Linked DNA regions of Mus musculus: all the other regions are linked to region 3. The links are chromatin contacts, called in public Hi-C and HiCAR-type maps. All regions are on one chromosome and are shown on one strand. Each heading gives the region's core, a stretch centred on a gene start, on an enhancer-like site or on the middle of the called end of the contact. The rest is flanking DNA. Distances are from core to core; before and after follow the strand shown. Region 1 has its middle 28 kb from the start of Gm33381. Region 2 overlaps Gm40109 (a long non-coding RNA gene). Region 3 has its middle 3.4 kb from the start of Gm33265.

What was found. Hi-C and Micro-C count contacts between places; a contact is called where the count stands out from the background. HiCAR-type assays count read pairs that join an accessible place to other places.
Region 1: a contact with region 3 is called in a Hi-C map of DN2 thymocytes, with 3 times the contacts expected there. The contact joins two enhancer-like sites. A contact is called at or near these places in 8 of 484 Hi-C or Micro-C datasets (CD4 T cells, DN2 thymocytes, cerebral cortex and 4 more) and 13 of 115 datasets of contacts at active chromatin or transcription factors (DN3 thymocytes, the HPC-7 cell line, astrocytes and 7 more).
Region 2: a HiCAR-type map of kidney shows a contact between it and region 3, with 2.6 times the contacts expected there. The contact joins two enhancer-like sites. A contact is called at or near these places in 2 of 484 Hi-C or Micro-C datasets (myocytes and nephron progenitors), 3 of 115 datasets of contacts at active chromatin or transcription factors (embryonic stem cells, kidney and pancreatic cancer cells) and 1 of 9 other capture datasets (embryonic stem cells).

Annotation. Positions count from the first base shown.
Region 1 is chr3:101,798,751-101,801,875 of GRCm38.p6, forward strand. No RefSeq gene overlaps it. Among named protein-coding and RNA genes, the nearest start is that of Gm33381, 28 kb to the right of the region's middle. Within about 2 kb of position 1,786, at least 105 of the 459 cell types and tissues checked have an H3K27ac peak or open chromatin away from gene starts, as enhancers often do. A contact at or near this core is called in DN2 thymocytes, DN3 thymocytes, the HPC-7 cell line and 2 more, where this site is marked.
Region 2 is chr3:101,499,222-101,502,322 of GRCm38.p6, forward strand. It overlaps Gm40109 (a long non-coding RNA gene), which reads right to left. Exons shown (of 2, transcript XR_867517.1): 2 at 2,706-3,101. Among named protein-coding and RNA genes, the nearest start is that of Gm40109, 7.1 kb to the right of the region's middle. Within about 2 kb of position 1,335, at least 60 of the 459 cell types and tissues checked have an H3K27ac peak or open chromatin away from gene starts, as enhancers often do. A contact at or near this core is called in kidney, where this site is marked.
Region 3 is chr3:101,669,184-101,672,208 of GRCm38.p6, forward strand. No RefSeq gene overlaps it. Among named protein-coding and RNA genes, the nearest start is that of Gm33265, 3.4 kb to the left of the region's middle. Within about 2 kb of position 1,453, at least 56 of the 459 cell types and tissues checked have an H3K27ac peak or open chromatin away from gene starts, as enhancers often do. A contact at or near this core is called in DN2 thymocytes, DN3 thymocytes, the HPC-7 cell line and 3 more, where this site is marked.

The sequences.
Region 1 (3,125 bases), core at 536-3,035, 130 kb after region 3:
GCAATGTATTTGCTAATTCAATCCACCCCACCCCCACTTCTCAATGGCTGTCACTTTTATCAGCTCTAGGGACTCAAGCTTAAAGTTAGTACATTCTCCAAGTTACCCCATACTCATATTTGAAAGGGAGGGGGTGTCCCTCTCCAGTAGGTCTGTTAATGGATGTATGCAAGAAGATCATGGAATTCCTCTGTGTTTAGGATGACATTAGGCTGTAGAATCGGATGGGCTTCCTTTTAGGACCACACATGATAGAAGTAGGCAGGTAAAAGAGGAGGTGGCTAAGATGGAGGCTCTCTGTCCACTCGCTGGGACCCAGAGCTTGCCTGGGGGCTTCCCCTCCTACACAGCTGGGATGCTCATCAGTAGTACTTCTTGACTCTGTAGCACCCGGTGCTCAGGATGCTAAGCACCGTGATGACTACAATTTGTTCTGCACCTAGACCCACACAGAAGCCCCAGACTGTGGGGCTGCGAAGCATGGGGTCCAATCATCTGTTTACCGAGCCCCGTTACCTGGATTTCCATCCCCTGGTGTGTCACTGGCCAAGTGGCTTTAACCACTCCAGGCCTGGTTTTTCCTTGTGTGTAAAATGAAAGCAAACTTTGCCTAACCCCAGGTTCTGTCACAGCAACTGAACAAGGAAATTTGAGCCAAGTGTTTGCACAGTTGCTGTCCACCCAGAACTCTCGGGAGTGGAGGGAAGATAGGTGGGAAGGCACCTGACCTGAGCCTCCGAGGCCAGAGGAGGTTGAAGGAGGACCAGATAGGTGACCTGGAAATGACCACAGGCCTGAGTCCGGGCTGTCAACTTTGATATCCTGGAGGGGCGATACATGAGAGGGTAATTCCGGTAACTATATTTCCTTGCAGAGTACACTGTGCTCTGCCACAGGAACATTTTCTCATTACTATATAATAACATCAGCGCTAATGTCCTCTTTCTCAAAGGAGTCCAGAGCACTTAGAGATTGCATGCTCAGTGCCCAAAGTGCAGGCCTGGGGTTGGTGGCAGAGGCTGCCAGATATCAGGCTTCTACTGCAGTAAAGCGAGCAGAAGCCAAGGGTGTGTCACACAGAGTCACCGCACTCAGCATCTCTAGTGCTCTGGGGACCCACTCAGAAAGGTCACTTCCCTTGAAGACACCACCGAAGCTAGTTTGAGGGGACTCCAATGAGCAGCCTTCTCTGCCCATCACATTCAACAGGAAAAACGGGGCTGGGGAGGAACTGGGAGGACTCTGGGAGCCTGACTGCTCCAAGAGGGTGCTTGCTCCCAGCCTCCTTTGCGGGCTGAGTCAGAGAAGGTCACACATGATTGAGTAGATCTGGCTGACCACCGCAGGAGCTCAGAAAGGGAAGTGTGAGCTTTCACTGCGTGGTGGATTTGGTTCCCAGAGGAGCTACTTACTGCTCTGGGATTGAAATTTACCTGATGGGAATGACAGATTTCCGCAGATCAACTGTGACCCTCATGAGAAGACCTATTGCTATGTTTTACTGTAGGGTCGTGTTTGGTATTTTACTTTGAGACCAAAAAAAAAAAAAAAAAAAAAAAAAAAAAGGGAAGTGTTCCTCATTGTATTATTCCAGAGCTTCCAACTTGCTGGACTCGCGGGTCATACACCTGCGCTAGAGGCCTGAGTACCAAACACCTTCACTGCCCCCCTGGGTCCCACAGCTCTAACGTGCGGGGAAGCCCAGGACCACACATTTTATCTGTGTTTCTGCAGGGTATAGGTCGCACTCAGATGCCACCAGGCAAGGAAAACCACAGTGCCTGAGGGTTCCAGGCACAGAGCGGTGGGTAGAAGGTGCTCAGACTTTTGTGACTTCCTGTTGCTGATGACGCGGCTCATGCCCGGGGCGGGGGTGGGGGGGTGGGGGAGTTGGGGGTGGGGTGGGACTGGCTGAAGGAGCAATGGCCTCCGGGGCTGAAGTGAACCATAGGCTCGAACAGTCTTCACATCTCACCCACAGGAGCTCTTTTAGTGTTGCCAGAGCCCCTTGGAGGCAGGGCCTCCTAACCAAATGGTAAGATGAAGAAAGTAATAAAGAAACTGAGACAGACACGGAAGGGAAGCCCGACGCTGGTGACCCTGATCCCACTGGCACCTGGGCCCTCACTAACAGTCTTTATACATCAGTCTCTACTCCACCCTCTCTCCTCCTGTCCCCTCCCTTCCCCCCAGCGGCACCCATTTCCTAGCTTTTGCTGTTTCTCTATCTGGAATCACTCTTCTGTCACCGCACCAGAGGGATCCCTTGACTCCATGTTCCATTGTCATTGGGTTAAAACAAACAAACAAACAAACCCCAAACAATTTGTAAACACCAACAAAAGAATTCGGATCCAACCAATTTATTCTGGGAATGGTGGGCATGGGAGTAGGGGGCGGGGGTGGGGAGGGGGGTGAGAGCTACCCAGGAACTTTTTTAAATGAGGGGACAGCCATAGATACATGTTTTATGATTATCACAATGGAAAACTGGGGGCAGGGGGTCCACCACTTATAGTCCAGGGTCATTGAACAGTCAACAATGCATGTGGTCGCAGCAAAACTGCCTTGGACTGTCCGTGAATGAAATGATGTTAGGGACCACTTTCCTCTCAGGTCCAATGTGGGGTGGGGGCGGGGCGTGCCTAGCTCACTTTTCCTTTCCTGTACAGTTCAGGGTCCAGTCCTATGGTGGTATCCACTTTCAGAATGGCCTTTTTCCCATGTCAAAATCAATGCAGTCAAGACAATCCGCTACAGGTGAGCCCGTAGGCGAGGCTGGTTAGAGGGCCTCTCTTTAAGAGTCATCTCTCCAGCGATTGATTCTAGATTATGTGGAGCTGACAATTAAAACTGACAATTACCATGAGTTCTGACATGGCACTTCCCATGCTCTTGTTTACGACTGCGACTACTTCCTTCAAGCTCCTGTTGCCATTACTGCCCCCTCAGTGGCAGACTGCAACCTGGGATTGTGAGTCTGATAAACCATTCTCCCTAAACAGAGTCCGCCGGAGCATTCATCATATCACAGTGTCAGGAAATGAAACTAACACACACACTAATGTATCCAGGCGGCTGCCAAAAGAGCTTCTCACTAACTGGTCCCGGCTCTGGGCTTCTTC
Region 2 (3,101 bases), core at 85-2,584, 170 kb before region 3:
TGCTCTGGCTCTGTCTGGTACAGAGGCCTGTTTAAACAGTGAGAATAAAATGTGTCAGGCTGAACTGACTGACAAGCAGAATGTTTTATTTCTTTTAAGCTGTGTGTGTGTGTGTGTGTGTACCTTGCCTGCTCCTATCAGTGTTCCTCTATAGCACCCATTGTTCTTAACTGAGAGATGGATGCCTGGGCAGGAGCTGTGAATACTAAGAAGGGAGAGAAGCCTGCTCAAGGCCTGGAGTACTTGGTTGACCCCTGCTTCATCCCCCTAAAACTGGCAAGGGGCAAGGGACAGTTCTGGGCAGGGCAGTATCAACATCCCTTACTACCCAGGAAGGACTGGGGAGAGGACTGTGGTCTATGGCTAAAGGTGAGATAGCCAGCCGTCCCTGTGCCTTCTGGGTCTTGTTAACAAAATCGTGTGGCCGTCTTATGGTCTCTCGAGTAATCTCTCAGAATACATTTGCCAACCACTGGTATTTTGGTAATTTGGTATTTTCCATTATGGGAAGAATTCTACGGCTCAAAAAAAAAAGCATTTTCCATTCCTTTGGGTGTTTCAGCGTATGGCTAGTAGTTGCATTTGTTCATGAACGTTTATAGGGATTGTGTACTATCTAAGGCTGTAAGTCAGAAGTGTAAGCAGAGAGAGTTATAGAGGTGGAGGTGGGGAAACAGGAATTCTCTTGAGACTGGCTGGTCAAGTCTTCGTTTAAGAAAAGTGGGCTTCAAGCAGAGCCTGAAGGGCAGATAAACAAAAGAGGGCAAAGAGAAGATGTGTGTGGGAGAGACAGATTCAAAAGGGCAAGCATTCAGCAATGGCTAGGGCCAGCACTCTAGGAGGAAGCCAGTCACCAGCAGGAAAGGGCAGAGCTTTCCTGACACTGGGCGTGTGTTTGCCTGTCAACATGGACGCAGGATGGCATCTTCAGTGGCCAGACGTTCAGTGGCCAGACGAGCGCTTTCACTTCTGGGTATTTATATTTCCCCAGCTACAAAATAAGATGTGGTGATAAATGCTTATCTCAAGGGCTGTGGGGAGGATAGACTCACAAGTGACATCAGGCAAAACACCTCCAAAGGTAACGGTCCCTCCTACCTGTCTTAGTGCGTTGGAAATGTCACACTTGAGACCTAAGGGGATAAGGATCCATGTGCCCTTTACAAGTAAATACACAGACTGGTCAATGGACGGGGAATCTGTTCTCTCCCAGACTGTGGGAGAGTTGACGGTGCATACTGTCTCCGGATGTTTGATTTCCTGAGCCTCTCCTGAACAATGCCACCACTGTCCTGGCACCCTTGGCAAGCGGTCCCATGACAGCCAGGTTCTTGTCACATGTCATTTTCCTGGAGTGAGTCACTGGAGAACCGAGCTGTAGTCATGACCTTCAGCAGAGGGAGGTGAAAGTGGCCCGGAATGAACACAGAGTCGGACTTGGCTTCCTATTCCCTTCCATGGACATTTCGCCCCAGGCCTTGACCTTGCAACTCAAGAGAGTAGGACCCTACTATGAGTGGTATAAACTAATATCCTGCCTCTGACCTCCACACAAAGGGCCTTTGAACCCCTAAGATCTTATCTCTTCCCTTCCAATCTAGCCCTTGCAAGTCTGAGGGAGACTGGAGCTGTTAGAGTCTTTGGTCCCAAAGGGTAACCAGGAACACTCTTGGGTTCCCTCCCGAGAGCAAGCAGGAGTGACCAGACGGGGCAAAAGCTCAACTCTGTGGTCTGACTGCATGTCTTCCTTCTTCTAGTGTGGAAACATGCCATTTATTACCACAGACACAAAGCAGAGCTCTGCAGCATGTACGTCTGTGTGTGACTGTTATGATCTAGCTCCCAGGACGAGATGTGATCTCTGTGGGGGTGATGCCTTCCTGGATAGCTGTGTAGCAGGGGGAGAAGAGGTCAGCTGGTAACCAGGACTCGTGAGTCCATGCTCCTCTATCTGTGACCTTGGGATATGACCTTGTCCAATCTTCCTTCTCCGAGACTGAGGGTCCACATCTGAAAAGTGATTTGTCTCCATCACTGAATTGGAATATTTCCACCATTCCGAGCTCTAATTTTCTTGGCTGCTCAAACACAAAGCCTTAGAGAGAAATACGTAAAGGTGAGACATAACTATAACTGCATAGCTGTGAACCTTGCATGTGAGAGACAGAGCCAGGCTACCTATCGGGACCTCCTCCTCCCCCTCCCCCTCCCCCTCCCCCTCCTCCTCCTCCTCCTCCTCCTCCTCTTCCTCTTCTTCCTCCTCTTCCTCTTCCTCCTCCTCTCCTTTCTATCTCCTGCTTTCCCACCCCCTCCCTTCTTCCCCTTCCCTCTCTCCTTCCCTCCCTCCCTTCCTCCCTCCCTCCCTCCCTCCCTCCCTCCCTCCCTCCCTTCCTTCCTTCCTTCCTTCCTTCCTTCCTTCCTTCCTTCCTTCCTCCTTCCTTCTTTTCTCTCTGTTTCAAGACAGCATCTTGTGTAGCCCAAGGCTGGCCTTTGGCTCACTCAGTAAGTAATCAAGCATGATATTAAATTTCTGACCTTCCAGACTCCATCTCCTACGTTCTAGGATTACAGGCACATGCCACCTTGCGTACGTGCTGCTGGAGATTGAACCCAAGGCTACACTTATGTAAGTCGAGTATGTTATTAACTGAGCTATAATCCCAACCTGGTTCTTTCAAAAAGGAAAACAAGATTTAAAAAGTAAGTCCTGAGAGAAGACAGCAATCTTTATCAGTACCAACTCCATACCTCTCAGCTTCCCATCTCCCCCAAACACAAGCCCAGGAGGGACTCCTGTTGGCAGACCCTACATTTGTATATTCAAAAGGAGCTCAAATGCTTGTTCCCACAAGCTGTAAACAGCCTAGCCAACTTTATGAGTTCCAGCATACCCAGCAGATCATCCACGAGCCATGCACAATTCAAGGCTGTTTGACATTTGTTTCTGGTTTTTTCCTATGGCGCCCTGGCTTCACTCTGCACTCTGTTCTTCAGATGTTCTCTGAGCCCCCGAGGAGGCTGGCGCTAACAGTGCTATTACAGATGCTGCGGATAAGCCGGTGCAGCCTGCTCTGGGGAAGCTTGCCTTCTCCTCGTGGGGA
Region 3 (3,025 bases), core at 203-2,702:
CTACACCCTACCCCCACTCCCAGTCCTTCCCTCTACCCTTTGACCTGTACTCTTCCTCCCTGCCCCCTGTCCTCCCTCTAACCATTCAACTCTCTGGCCATCACCATTCCACTCCACCCATGAATCAACTCTTTATGTTGCATATATAAGTGAGTTCAGGACAGGTTTATTTTGTTGCATCTGTCTTATTTCACTTAAAATAATGTCTTCTGTGTTATCACAAATCCAGGTTTGGGGTTTTACAGCTCAGTGGTATTCTGTAGCTTGCATATACCGAATTTTTGCTATTGGTTAATCTGCTAATGGACACTTAGTTGCCCCGAAATCTTGTCTACAGTGAACAAGGCTGGGGTAAGTGCAGGTGTCTCTTTCACACTCACTCTCCTCTCCATGGTAGCTACACAGTAACATGGTAATAGGCAACACAGTTGCTTTTCCTGTATTTTGGAGGAGTTCCTGTGTGGAAGTTTCCATAATGGCTGTATTCATTTGCAGACCTGCCTGCAGTATGAATGAGTTCTCTTTTTCTCCTTAGGACTCCACCTCACCTTCTTTAATCACTTGATGTGTGATGGGAAGTGCAAACTCCCTCTTGTATCCTCCTGGAAGTGCCCAGAGCTCCTCTGTTTCCCATGATGGCTCTGCCACTAGACTCAGGGCCCAGGGGTCACTGAAATAATGTTTTTTCATGCCGACAAGGTATAAAAGTGACAGCAGCTACAGAAGTCTGTGGGGCAGAATGAGTCATAGGTCTACATGTGGCATCTAAGAGGCTGCCAGTCTTCGTCCTGTCCAACCCACTGAAAACCAATGGTGCTCATTCCAAGATAGTAGAACCACTTCCAGGCCGTGGAGGAGTTCCATTAGTTCTCAGAGCAGCCTGTTGGGTTGATGCCTTTGGCTTCTTCCTAGCTTCTGGGCATTCTGGGTGGAATCTTCCCTCAGTCAGGCTGGCATGTAGTTCTGCTTCCCACCATGGGCTGCTCTCACACACTTAGCCATACGCGTTCAGCCCCTCACCATTGGCTATGGTCAAGCATGTTCTACTGATGAAATGAAATATCCTCCACACCTTCAAGGATTTCATACACCAGACAGATGGTATCCCCTTTCTGTTCCAAACACCTGAGGTTTCCTATCGCCTATGGTATCAAGCTTAAAGTCTTGGTGCTGTTACTCAAAGTTTTATTTTTTTTGGCCTTGTCCTATATCCATTCATTTATCTATCAAATGCTAGTTTGACCTAACATTAATAAAGACCTGACATGTGACAGTCCTTTTTATCTCCTACTTTAAGAAGTCCTCTTTGTGCCCTCTCATTCCTCCTGGCACCATCCTGGTTGACCTGGCCTCCTGGAAGGCTTTTCTCTTCTCTTTCAAACTGAACCTGCTTCAGTTTAGCCCTTAACTGTCAATCAGTTACCAGGAAACTTGGAGTGAGGTGTGGCCATCAGACCGCACGCAGGCTTAGACTGCAGCTGGCAAGACATCAAGTTCCCAGCAGTCCCAGAACAGGCTGCCTCGTGGCTCTCATTCTTTTCCTTATGCATGGCCCCTCGCTGAGCGTCTGCTCCTCTTCTCCCGAGCTGATCCTGCCCACCCCACAGTTTCTGTTTCCTAACAATGTTGACTTTTGTGTAGCTTCAGCTAGCCTTAGACTCTTTAGTCTTCGCGGTTACCTCAGGAAGCACCTGTTCCCAGTCTTTGGGTATCTGCCTGTGGTGTTATTTCTGTCATTGTGGCTTCCCAAAGAAAAGAGTTCAGGTTCCCAGAGAGAATCTGATCTACATAGTTCCTCTTTGCATGCTGGTCCAAGTCATGGTTCTCAGGCTATCCAAGAGTGACCCATGCCTATGACTTAGTCATTTAACCACGGCTGCCTGAAGATAGCCAAGGTTTGTCTGTGGGGTCTAGAGCTGCAAGAGAAGTTCTTGTCTCCATGTAAGCAGCTTTGTGTGTGTGGCTCTGTTAGAAAAGCTTTTAAAGCCTGACAGAGAGCACACCCTGTCTCCATTTCGCTTCTCCCTCTTTTCTCACTGGTTTGCTGCCCACAACATTGTATTCTTAATTCTTCATGTTTGGATTTGTCTTTTTAAACTTAGATATCTACCCAAACAGATGCACAAGTCACAGCACAGAAACACACACACACAAAAGGAAAACAACGGGTCTCATTCAAAAGAGCATCACTCTTCAGTTATTGAACCCAAAGATACTAAGAGGGATTAAAAATGCCAGATGAAGAATGCCAAAGTGGACTTGGGGAAATGAACAGCAACTCAAAGAGGATGCAAGCAAGTAAATGAATAAAATAAGGAAATAAATTAAAGACCTGGAAAGGAAAACCAACTACATAGACGACAAAGCCCGAAAAGAACAAGATTTTTGAAAAACAAACAAAGAAAGAGAAATGTGGGAAATAAAAGACAAATGAAATAACCAGTGACAGTTGTCAATCACCGAGAGACTGGACCACGCCCAGAAATCCCAGCGCTGAAAGACAAGGTCAAGATAAATACTTCATCTATAAACTGACAGAGAAGTAAGCTTTGCCATAGACACCCAAGATCTTGGAGACAATCAAGAGTTACCTAGTACATTATAGTATGATAACAAAAATCACAAAACAAAGAACCAGAATTAAAAGGTAAAAAGGGAAAATGATAACTCAACTGTCAGGAAAAATTTGACAGGTTAATGAAAAGAGAACAATGATACTTGTGAGTTAGACATCAGACATCTCAGCGGCAACCATAAGAGGCAGCAAAGCGTAGACCAGTGTTTCAAATCAATAAATGCCAACCCAGTGTAAATGATATTAGTTTTCTAATTAAAAGATGTATACCTGGTTCACGTTGAATGTATATTTAAAAACTTATTGTTTGGTTGAGAAATGCCCTCCACAGTCTTGGACATTTGAATACTTGATGTCTAATTGGTGGTGCTGTTTGGGGAGGTTTGGGTGGTACACAGCCTTGCTGGAGGAAGTGTGTCACTGGGGGTGGATTTGAAATGAAAATCCTAC